Regions from separate parts of the Sus scrofa genome. Here region 1 is linked to region 2. The links are chromatin contacts, called in public Hi-C maps. All regions are on one chromosome and are shown on one strand. The core of a region is the stretch at or near the end of the contact, and the rest is flanking DNA. Distances in the headings are between cores, read along the strand shown. Region 1 overlaps NIN (ninein). Region 2 holds the start of SAV1 (protein salvador homolog 1).

Region 1 (5,085 bases), core at 1,607-4,106, 100 kb after region 2:
TAAAAATATGAAGACACTTGGCAGTTTCCATCGTGGCTCAGCGGAAATGAATCTGACTAGTATCCATGAGGACGCGGATTTGATCCCTGGCCTCGCTCAGTAGGTTAAGGATCCAGTGCTGCCGTGAGCTGGGGTGTAGGCTGCAGATGTAGCTTGGATCTGGTGTTGCTGTGGCTCTGGTGTAGGCAGACAGCTGACCCCTACTCTGGGAACTTCCCTATGCTGCAAGTGCAGCCCTAAAAAAAATACACACACACAGTGAGAGAGAGAGACATTAAAAAATACAAAGATATAGCTTCCCAGTGTCATATAATAGAAAATAGTTGGATATTCATTAAGCTATTATATTGTGGTGACGCCACATAATATTTTGCCTATATTAAATTTTGAAAATTAGTACGTTAGCCCAGCAGAATTGAATCTGTGACAGATTGCAATGACCTAAGAGTTTGGGTCTGAAACTCATGACTTAGGATTTAGAACATTACTTTGAACAACACTGCATGTTTGGGGTTTTTCTTTCTTTTCATGTTTTAGCATAGGAGGAATGAAGACTGGATAGGAAGGATTTCATGTGTGTGCAACAGAAAGATTCCGAGAGATGTAAAGAAAATGCAATTTGCCTGACTACTCTGCACCCTCTCACAGTGATCAGGTAGTCCTCATCCTATAACTGGGGAAGGGGAGACTGGACTACAGCCCCTTCTAGAGGCTTGCTTAGGATGTAGTTTGCTCCCTAGCATAACAGAGGAATGGAAAAGGGAATAAAGCAGCATGAGTCATAGACACCACGAAACAGGGGAGGAAGGCAAAGACCTCCGTCATCCTCTAAATTAGACTTCTCTTTATTTTGGGGACTCGTATTTTTCCATAGGGACATGACCCCAGTATATACAACAGAAATCTCCTGAGGATCTTGTTAAAATGTAGACTCTGATATAATTAAATCTGGGAGTGGGGCCTGAGATTCTGCATTTCTAACAAGCTCTCAGGTGATGTCCAATTTCCTGAGTAGCAAGGAACAGAATAAACAACTAAATTCTTGTTGCATTAGAGCCTACAATTGGGTCCATTCTAGTAAAGGTCTCTTTGTAATAAACCCTCAAATTTTCAATATTCACTTCATAATCTGGACTATTGCTAGGATTCCTGTCATCTCATAATTGTTGATTTTATCCAAGTGCACGAGGCATTTATTTTATCTTGAATGCTTTTTTCTAATTCATATCCAATAGGCAACATCTGTCCCTATTCTTGTTTTTATACTTCCTCTGGAGAGGACACGAAACAAGAAAATCATTCTAAAGAGTAGAAATCTTTGGAAGAAGCAACTATTCCTAATAGAGAATCATATGGTGAAACAGATGGAAAGGTATTTTGGGCAAAACTCTGAGGTTGCCAAGCTTCCTTAGCTTCTCTGTCTTATTCCTATCAACCAAAAGAACATTTTCTTAGAGGTCTAGGCTTTCAGGACTGTCAAACTAGAAGCCACAGTAAAGTTCAGTGCTGACTGAAGTTAACCGGCACATTTTAGCTCTAACCTGAGCTCCACACTGGCTGGCCTTGGGATCTTGACCAAATCAAAGCATAGCTTCCTGACTGCCTAAAATCCCATCACCTGACCTGTTCAAAGTGATGTAGCAAGTGAGTCCTGCCAATCACTGTACTTGGGAGAGTGGGCAAGAGGTGAATAAAAGCGGGTGGGTTCAGAAGAGGGTGGGCAGGCTGGGCTGGGCTTGAAGGCATGCAGGTCAAATGGACACCTGGAGAACCCCTGCCACCTGTGCGGAGCTGAATCTAGAACCCTGAGGACATTCTTACTCCCCATGACCAGCCAGGTCTTTGGATGGTTGATCTCCCAGTGTTTAATTTGGGAATAAGGATCACAAACCCAAATACCCAGAGGGGCCAGGAGGGTGATATAAATGAATGAGGCAAGATGGTCTTGAGACATTCGAAAGTCATGCCATTTAAAGCAGTGAACTGAAGGACTTCTCTTATAGCTCAGCAGGTTAAGGATCCAGTGTTGTCACTGCAGCAGCTTGGGCCACTGCTGTGGAGCAGGTTCGGTTCTTGGCCTGAGAAGTTCCACATGCCATGGGCGTGGCCAAAAAAAGTAATACATAAAGCAGTGAACTGAAAACATGAGGGCATGCCCTGTCCAAAGGGGCTAGCTGCTTCTCACTGCCAGCAAAATGGAGCCAGATGTTATATTTTTTTCGTTTTTATTTTTGTCTTTTTAGGGCCACACCTGCACCATAGGGAAGTTCCCAGGCTAGGGGTAGAATCACAGCTGCAGCTGCTGGCCTATGCCACAGCCACAGCAATGCCAGATCTGAGCCTCGTCTACAACCTACACCACAGCTCATGGCCATGCTGGATCCTTAACCCACTGGGCGAGGCCAGGAATCAAACCCACACCCTCATGGACAGTAGTTGTGTTCATTACCACTGAGCCCCAATGGGAACTCCCCAGATCTTCTGATTTTTAGAAAAATCTCCCAATTTTAAAAAGCATAGCAAGTTCGATTTTTCAACACTGGGAAGGCCAAATAGGCTTCAGGTCTTATTTGGCATCTGGGAAGATAGTTTGCCATCCCTGCCCTGCAGCTGTCCTTGCTACCAGAAGGCAGGGAACTAGCTTCAGTCATAAGACAGTGAATCTAGTTTCCCTTCATGATTATGGCAACAAGCAGCAGTGGTCTCACTTTATTTATAAAATGAGGGGTGACTAAATCTAAAATTGCTTTCAGTTGTAAAATTCTAGGATTCCAAATTGTATGCTGATGAGATCATCTTGAACTTTCAGCCTCCCTGTGGTCTAGAGCTAGTAATACAAAGTACTACAGTATTTCATGACTTTGGTGGGGAAGGAAACACCATGTAAAAGCCATGTTCAACAAGCAATCCTTTACTCATCCCCTCAGATCAGAGGAAAAGAATTTATGCCACTTCTTTTCCCAGGTTGTGGAAACTCCACCACTGGAGAAAATCCATCTCCCTGCAAATGGCTTCAGTTTACTCCAAGAGTTGTTCTTAGATAAATAATCCCAGTTTGTGCAACATTTCTTGACAAAAACAACCCAAGGTTCTGCATACTGCACTGGTTTATAATTTAGGAGGATGAATTTAATTTTATGACTCAACAGCCACCACTGAAAAATAAATGACCACTGAGCCACTAAAAGGTAGTTAGGGGGTGTGTGACGGTCACATATTCAACAAAGAAGGGGGAAAGAACTTTTCTGCAAGCTAGGCTACTTGGAAGCTTTTGATAATAAATCTCTCTCTGGTTTAGGAAAATATCATCTGAGCAAGCATATAATATGGTTTAAAATATTATATTCCAAGATTCCCAAAACCATAACTGCAGCCCTAACCTCTGAATCTCTCCAATCCTAATTTTCAGCTCTTTGAAAGACATATCTTGGAATTTTTATGTTGTTATGTTTCATGGCTGTTCATGCACCCAGTCCTACCACCCCTCTTATTTTTCAGACAAGATCGGGCGTGTTCAGGGGTGGTATGGCCATAGATCCTCTTATTTTTCACATAACACAAAGCTCAGAATTTTACCAAGCAAGAGTCTTTTGGGAGCTCCTTTGGGACTCTTTTGTTGTGCATTTTCAAAACCACTAACCTACTCTTTTCCATCCCCTCATAGGCAGATTATTATAATGGATCCTGGCTGGTCTCCTAATCTAAGGTGCCCTTTACACCAATATACCCCATAAAAGAGGTTCAGACTACCACGGCAATTCAGTTTTTCCTGTATATTGCTTAATCTGCTCAGGGGTGATACTGAGATCTTCTCTCCAAGAAACTACACTTATCAGCCTGGCCTTCAAAGTATTCCCCCAACTCAAATCTCCCGAACTCCCCAACTAATTCTTCCTTTCCACCGTTCCCACACTTTCTCTGTGAACACCACACTACACCATATTGACATCATGGCTACAATGAGCTGTGTCTGAGAACACTGTAGGGTAATAATGTGCTTAGCACAGCGAGGAGCACATAGTATGGGTTCAGTGTCAGCTATTGTCAGTTTTTCTTTTCCACAACACAACTTAGCTCCCCGTAGACAGAATCTTCACGGCCAGCTTGCCAGGAAAAAAAAAAAAAGAGAGAACAGAGTCTCTGTAATGTGCTGCAGGAAACCAAAAATATGGCTGTTCTGGCCTGTGGCCAATTTAGCCTTTATCATGATTATTATTTCTGAATAAAAATATGATGCAAGGCTTACCTCTCCATCGACATTCTGTAAACCATACTGCTCGCAGATGGAGACCAGCTTCTTTCGGTTCAGGTGACCATCACGGGTAATCCCCAAATCTTCACAAACCTCCTGTAGTTTCTCTTCTATCCAGTCTTGAGGAGGGGAAGACCCACTTTTTGAGGCATTTAAATCATCTGGGTTCCAAAATCTTAACTGACCTGAAATAAAAGCATACATGGTTTTATCCCAAAAGGAATTTCAAAGAGAGTGAGTGAGTGGGTTCAAATGAAGGGAACCACTGGTTCTTAGGTGCAACTGGGGCCAACCGGCAGTTTTTTGTTCACTGGCAGTCGTACCCATGTAAGAAATATCTCCTGTGCAGTCATGCCAAGGTTCTAAGGCTGTTTTATTCCAAAGGAAAACATGCACTGGCTTAAGCTTTGGTGTGATCAGAAGAGAGGGCTGGCTGAGAGCCATTCTAAAGAGCTCTATATGCCCTATCTCAACTATAGCTACCAGACTTTATTATTTCCACTTTCTTTCCAGTCTAAGCACTAGAACTGCTTTGCTGAGCAAGAAATAATATCATAATTATAAAATCTCAAGATTAGCCCAAATCTTTACACATATAAATATTCTGACCTATAAGCAACCTAACTTGGAAGAATAAATGGTTGCAAGGGCAAGTTATTATGATATATTATGGATAAGTTCTACTGGAAGATTTAAGGATCAAACTACTTATTAAAAAATAAAAATGTATTTATCCTCTACTAAAAGTTCTCACTTCTAGTTACAATTTCTATTCCATATTAGAGGTTCTGTAGAGTCATTACACCTGAGCTCATTACTGGCATGATTTTGTG
Region 2 (5,308 bases), core at 2,683-5,182:
TGCACTTAACAGTCAATACCACAAAGTTTAATGACTACCTGTTTTTTGATCATCTTGAATATATTAGTTTCATCCTCCCAAATAGGTCCCAGAAGGCAGATACTACCAAGAGGGTCGGGGAAAATGCTAGACACATAAATGACTACTACGAAAACAGTTCTGTTAAAAGAAACAGTGCCAGTTCTAGCTAAGTAATGATGTAGTTGCCCATGGTGTCACCCATCATGCCCAATTCTTCCTATTTGCCTTTCTTTTCCCAGGTTGAGGTCCAGTTTCTCTGAAATCCTAACCTTCCCATTTTACCAAATCTAAACCTAGACGCAGTCCAACTATAGACATTAAAATCTCTAGGTTTTCCAGCTTCGAAATGTTAACAGTCTACATAGCCTTTAGCTACGTACCAAGCTTTTATAAAATAAGGTAATTAAATGGCTTAATAGACATGAAATTCCTTCCCTCAGTTCAGATTAATAATTATTTGCAAACTGACTTAGCAAATTGGCAAAATGTAGAAGTAGTTCTTTAGGAGTATCTGTTGCCTTCCCAAGAAAATCCAGAAAAGAACATTTTTTTAATGAGGTGTTAATAAATCAAACTCACGTAGTATTTATAATTTTAAGTTACCTGAAGCATGCCTCCCCTGATTTTGTGGCACTCTTTGGAAGAGATCGTGGTTGTAGTCATAATATCTATAGTCTTCATGTGTGCGATCTCCAAGCTGGCGCCTCCTCTGACCATCAAAATAATTATCGGAATAATAATATCGGGAACCAGAGTCTCCATTTTCAACAGCAAAATTAACTTCTGTTAAAAATGACTGAGAAGAGCCATATTCCCTAGGGACATCTGCTAGACTCCTGGCAAGATAAGAAGGTGCAGATAATCTGTTGCTTTCTCTTCTCATTATTTCATGAGGTGTTCTTTGAATTGGAGTTCTAAGGAAACTCTGGTTTCTTGAAACTATTCCATCTCCAGAAGCTGAAAAGGCATTAGAGCTGGAATCTGGAAGACAGATATCAGTTCGTCTTGGAATTGTGGGACCGTGCCGGATGAATGAAGGCATGAGATCTATGACAAAACAAAGGGTAAAAGGACCAATAAGTAATGCACTTTTCAGAAGTTGTTCATTTACATGTATCACCCCAAAATGAAAAACTTCAACAGATTTAAGAAAACATAATTAAAAATTTTAGGACAGTATTTGGGTATTTTAAAATTGAGGCTGGAGTTCCCACGTAACTCAGAGGGTTAAGGATCCAACGGTGGCTCTGGTTACAGCTGTGACACAAGTTCAGTCCCTGGCCAGGGAATTTGCACGTCATGAGCGTGGCCAAAAATAAAATTTGAGCTGACATCTTTCCACCCGAGTGAATTTATAATTTGTATGAATGTGTTATGTGTAAGCTCTGCCAGAATCAAATGTATTTTGCATCTTACCATACATAACATGATGAAATGTCAATAAGTTTAACTATTAAATATGTTATTAATGAAATACTCATGAAATGTATAAAAACAGTAAACAATCTAACAAATGGATACACAGTTACCAGCATAAGTTAACATTTTAGTGTGTTTTGTTGATTTTTCTTCATTTTCAAAATTCCTCAAATCCTTCAAGCAAACACAATTTAGAAAAAAGAAAACAAAATAATTTATAATTCTATTCGCAAACACATAAAAGTGATTTCCTTTAAAAAGATTTTAAAATGAATAACCTGGCCTTCCTACTTGTCGAATTGTGTAGCAGTAGTACATAAAAAGCTGTAATCAAAAAGTAGTAATCAAAAGCTGGAAAAGCTAACAATTTAGCTACAAAAATTAAAAAATAAAAAGATCTCATTTCAAAAAGGCACACAAATGTCGGATCTGTTCAAGAAAATGCCAAGACTGAAACTACGGCTCCTTTAAGAACAATTATAATTCAAAACAGAAGATAACAGAAGAACAATGGCTTTAAGGATACAGTACTTCTGAATACAGAATTTAATAGCTTAGGCATTCCCGGTTAGAAAGCAAATACCTTTAAAACAAGAAGAAAACTGGATTTGGCGACCGTTTTATAAGTTCATTAAGTAAACTATCAGAGAGCACTCACATTAATAAGCAACAGAAGCTAACTCTAGACAAAAATTAATATCAGAATAAACAAGGCTCAACATTTGATAAAACCAAAATATAAAATACTCTATCAAGTTATTTACTTAAAAGGCAAATATATCTCATTATTTCAAGTAATGTTCAATAAACTTTATTTGCAGCAAACTGCATGTTATCATTAACTCAACCAAAATACTAATATGTAACTGAAAAACTGATTAAAAAAAAAAGGTTTAAAAATCAAGTTTCACGTTACTGATGTACCCATCTAATATGCTCTGTTTTATAAGAAAGCACTGCAAACACATGGATAAATCTGCAAGTCTGATGTGGTTATAACGGAAAAACATGCTCTCCACCCCTTTCTGTGTGATCTTGGGCAAGTATTACTAGGAATCTCTATGAAAAGCTTTCTCAATTACAATATGAGGTAATGCTTAAGTCACAAGGTTAGGAGCCTCCCAGAAGAAAACTTACACAAAGGGCTCAGCCTGTAGAATGAGCACCAACAAATTAGCTCCTTACCTCACAGATGTTCTGAACACACGAAAATTAAAAATTCAATAGATTCAGCTGGAAAATTAGAATCAAATACTTAAAGTGAAGAGAAGAAAAGTGCCAGGGTAGGGTGGGAGAAAAATGCATTCTATTAGAGTTAAAAAAAAAAAAAGTTTTTGGTAACTTCCTGTAAAATATGAAATTATTTTGAGTACTTTGCCTTTTTGATTCTCGGCGGCGGGGGAGCTGGTATTTGAAGCAATTCTCACGAACACAGCCAAATACATATTTTGGCTCCTCTTCGCTAAGATCTACGATTGATGAGGCTTTAGGTAGCGGCTACAATAGCAATGATCACCTTTCATCTCCTTAAGTCTGCACCCAACAGCTGGGCTAAGGAATTCTACCCGAGAGTTCGCCCAATTTGCAGAACGGGCTAGTGACATCCGCAATGTTTGCAAACATACAGCAAATCTCGACGTAACTAGAAGAAAAAGTGTGCCCCAGTCTAATCACTTTAATTCCTATAAGCCCAGGGGATAAGCAATTTAAGTGTTTCCCAAAGAGCCTCTTTCTTCCAGTTAATCAAAACCAACAACACTGACGAAAGTAGACAGAGAAGTCTGTGGTTATTTGGGGGGGAGGGGGTCGGAGGTGGACGAATATAAGTTTCTTACTCTTCATCAGCTTTCATACAACCAACACCACTTTAAGCACAAGAAAATTTTAAAAACGAGTATTTCACAGATACCAAGGAGGAAAAGAAGCCGCGGAGAGAGGCGGCAGGCACTCTGCCCGGGTCCCCGTGGGCACCCCGGCCAGGTGTGGGCGCGCCCCGCCCGACACTCACTCCGCAGCAGAGGCGACGTCTCCTTCTTCACGTACTTCCCCTGCACCTCGGCCGGCTTGGACACTTCATTTTTGGTTTTCTTTCGGGACAGCATCCTTGTCCACAAGGCCTCAGGCCACGCCAAGAAGCCTCCCTAAGGCTCCGCGCCCGGCGCCGGGATTCCCCGCCGCCACCTCCGTCGGCGCCGCCGCCTCCTTCCCTCCGGAGCAGCCGCCGTCGCCTCCGCCTCCTCCTCCTCCTCCTCCTCCTCTCTGCAGCCCCGGGTCGCCCACAGGTACTGCCGCATGTTCGGGGCGCTACGCGCGCCGACCGCCGCTCAGTCGCTTCTCAGTTCCTTCCCGGAAGTCTGCCCGCTCCCCGACGCTGCCCGAGTACTCCGAGAGGAGAGGCCAGGGACGCCCGGCCAGGGCCATGGTCCGCCGCGGGCCGCCTAGTAACCGCTACGGCTGCTGCCGCCGCCGCCGCCGCCGCCGCCTACGTCCTGTAAACTTTCCCCGCGGCCGCTGGGAATTCTGGGAAACTCGACGCGGCGCGAGCGCCGCTGCCCTACCCCCACTCCAGCTCCTGGGAGCGGTGGCGCTACAGAACCGCTGGCCGAACTCTCCGCTAGCGGGCCGGCCCTGTAGCTGCAGCCACCTTCACTTCCCCCTCGGCGAGAAGCGGGTACCTCGGGCACTAGAGGTCTGAGGACAAAGCCTGCCAGACTGAGCGCCGGAGGCCGTGGCGCGCTCCTGCAACGGAGCCCCTTTTTACCCACAGATTTTTCTTCCCGGACCCTGAGGGAGCGGGTGGCGCGGGACAGCCGCATTCCTGTCCTCCTCCACGGCAGAGGACGCCCCTCTTAGAGTTTTTTGGGCTGGTGAATTCAGGTCCGTGTTCACACAGAACGCCAGTAGAGTTGAAGGGACACCACCCTTAGCTTAGCGCCGCACCAAAAAATAATCTAGATCCCTGATTTTGCGAAAGCATTAGGCCGTCCAACACTAATTAAACAGATATGAATCTGTCTCCTGAGTGCCAGGGAGTGCATCTTTCTGATGAGAAAACGGAGGAAAAAGCCAAATGTGATTTCTACTGTTTCCTATTTAAGACAATTTTGATGTTAGCATAATTTAATTATGACTGTCCTTACTTCCTAGCCACATTATTTCTTCTTAGAGTTGTCATGGAAATAACAATTATTCTACAATACGAGTAGAGAATAGTTTTCTTTGAGCCAAACTGAGAACTATAAACCCAGAAGACAGCTTCTCAGATAACTCTGGGAAGGTGCTCCAGAGAAAATGATTTTCTTAGTTTTGTAGCTTGATGTAATGAAGAACATTAAACCAGTCAGGAATATATTCCTTCAAGGTTTCAAAAAAAAAAAAAAAAATCAGCTAGGAACACAGGAGTCAGTATGGCCTTGGCACTTGGGAAGTGAGGCTTACCATTGAAGGTATACCAACACTGGCAGTTCCCAGAAAGTTACTTTTTTTTTTCTCTAAATGTTGTAGTTGTTGCTGTTCCCTTGTTCTTGCCCAAGTGTTGCTGAGTTGCCTGATTGATGTCGTTTGGTTGAGCCTCTGAAACGTACATGGCCAGATTTATGTCCTGCTCTGTAGCTCAAAAACAAGCCGTAACCCTTCAGCATCATTGGTGTCTAGCGTTGGACGCTTGGTTGGAGGCTTTGCAAGTGTTGCATCTATCTCATATTCAGAAATCCTGGACAGTTGTTCCTTTGTTGATTTATAATCACTGAAAGTGAATCAGCTTTTTGTTTCCTTGTGTTAACTTTACAACGATTAGGAAAATTTACAGGGGCTAACATCTCGTTCCCTAGAAGCCTAAGAGCCTTAATGTACGGAAATATTCCTTGGC

The links. A called contact is a pair of places that touch in the nucleus more often than the background predicts.
Region 1: a Hi-C map of embryonic fibroblasts shows a contact between it and region 2, with 1.7 times the contacts expected there. The contact joins the enhancer-like site here to the promoter of SAV1 in region 2. A contact is called at or near these places in 1 of 5 promoter capture datasets (liver), 5 of 47 Hi-C or Micro-C datasets (embryonic fibroblasts, fetal heart ventricle and fibroblasts) and 2 of 2 datasets of contacts at active chromatin or transcription factors (alveolar macrophages and skeletal muscle).

The regions. Positions count from the first base shown.
Region 1 is chr1:180,531,850-180,536,934 of Sscrofa11.1, forward strand. It overlaps NIN (ninein), which reads right to left. Exons shown (of 34, transcript XR_002346861.1): 10 at 4,247-4,437. Among named protein-coding and RNA genes, the nearest start is that of NIN, 88 kb to the right of the region's middle. Within about 2 kb of position 2,857, at least 4 of the 83 cell types and tissues checked have an H3K27ac peak or open chromatin away from gene starts, as enhancers often do. A contact at or near this core is called in embryonic fibroblasts, where this site is marked.
Region 2 is chr1:180,430,526-180,435,833 of Sscrofa11.1, forward strand. SAV1 (protein salvador homolog 1) reads right to left here and starts at 3,933. Exons shown (of 5, transcript XM_001927720.7): 1 at 3,449-3,933; 2 at 625-1,068. The coding sequence starts at 3,542.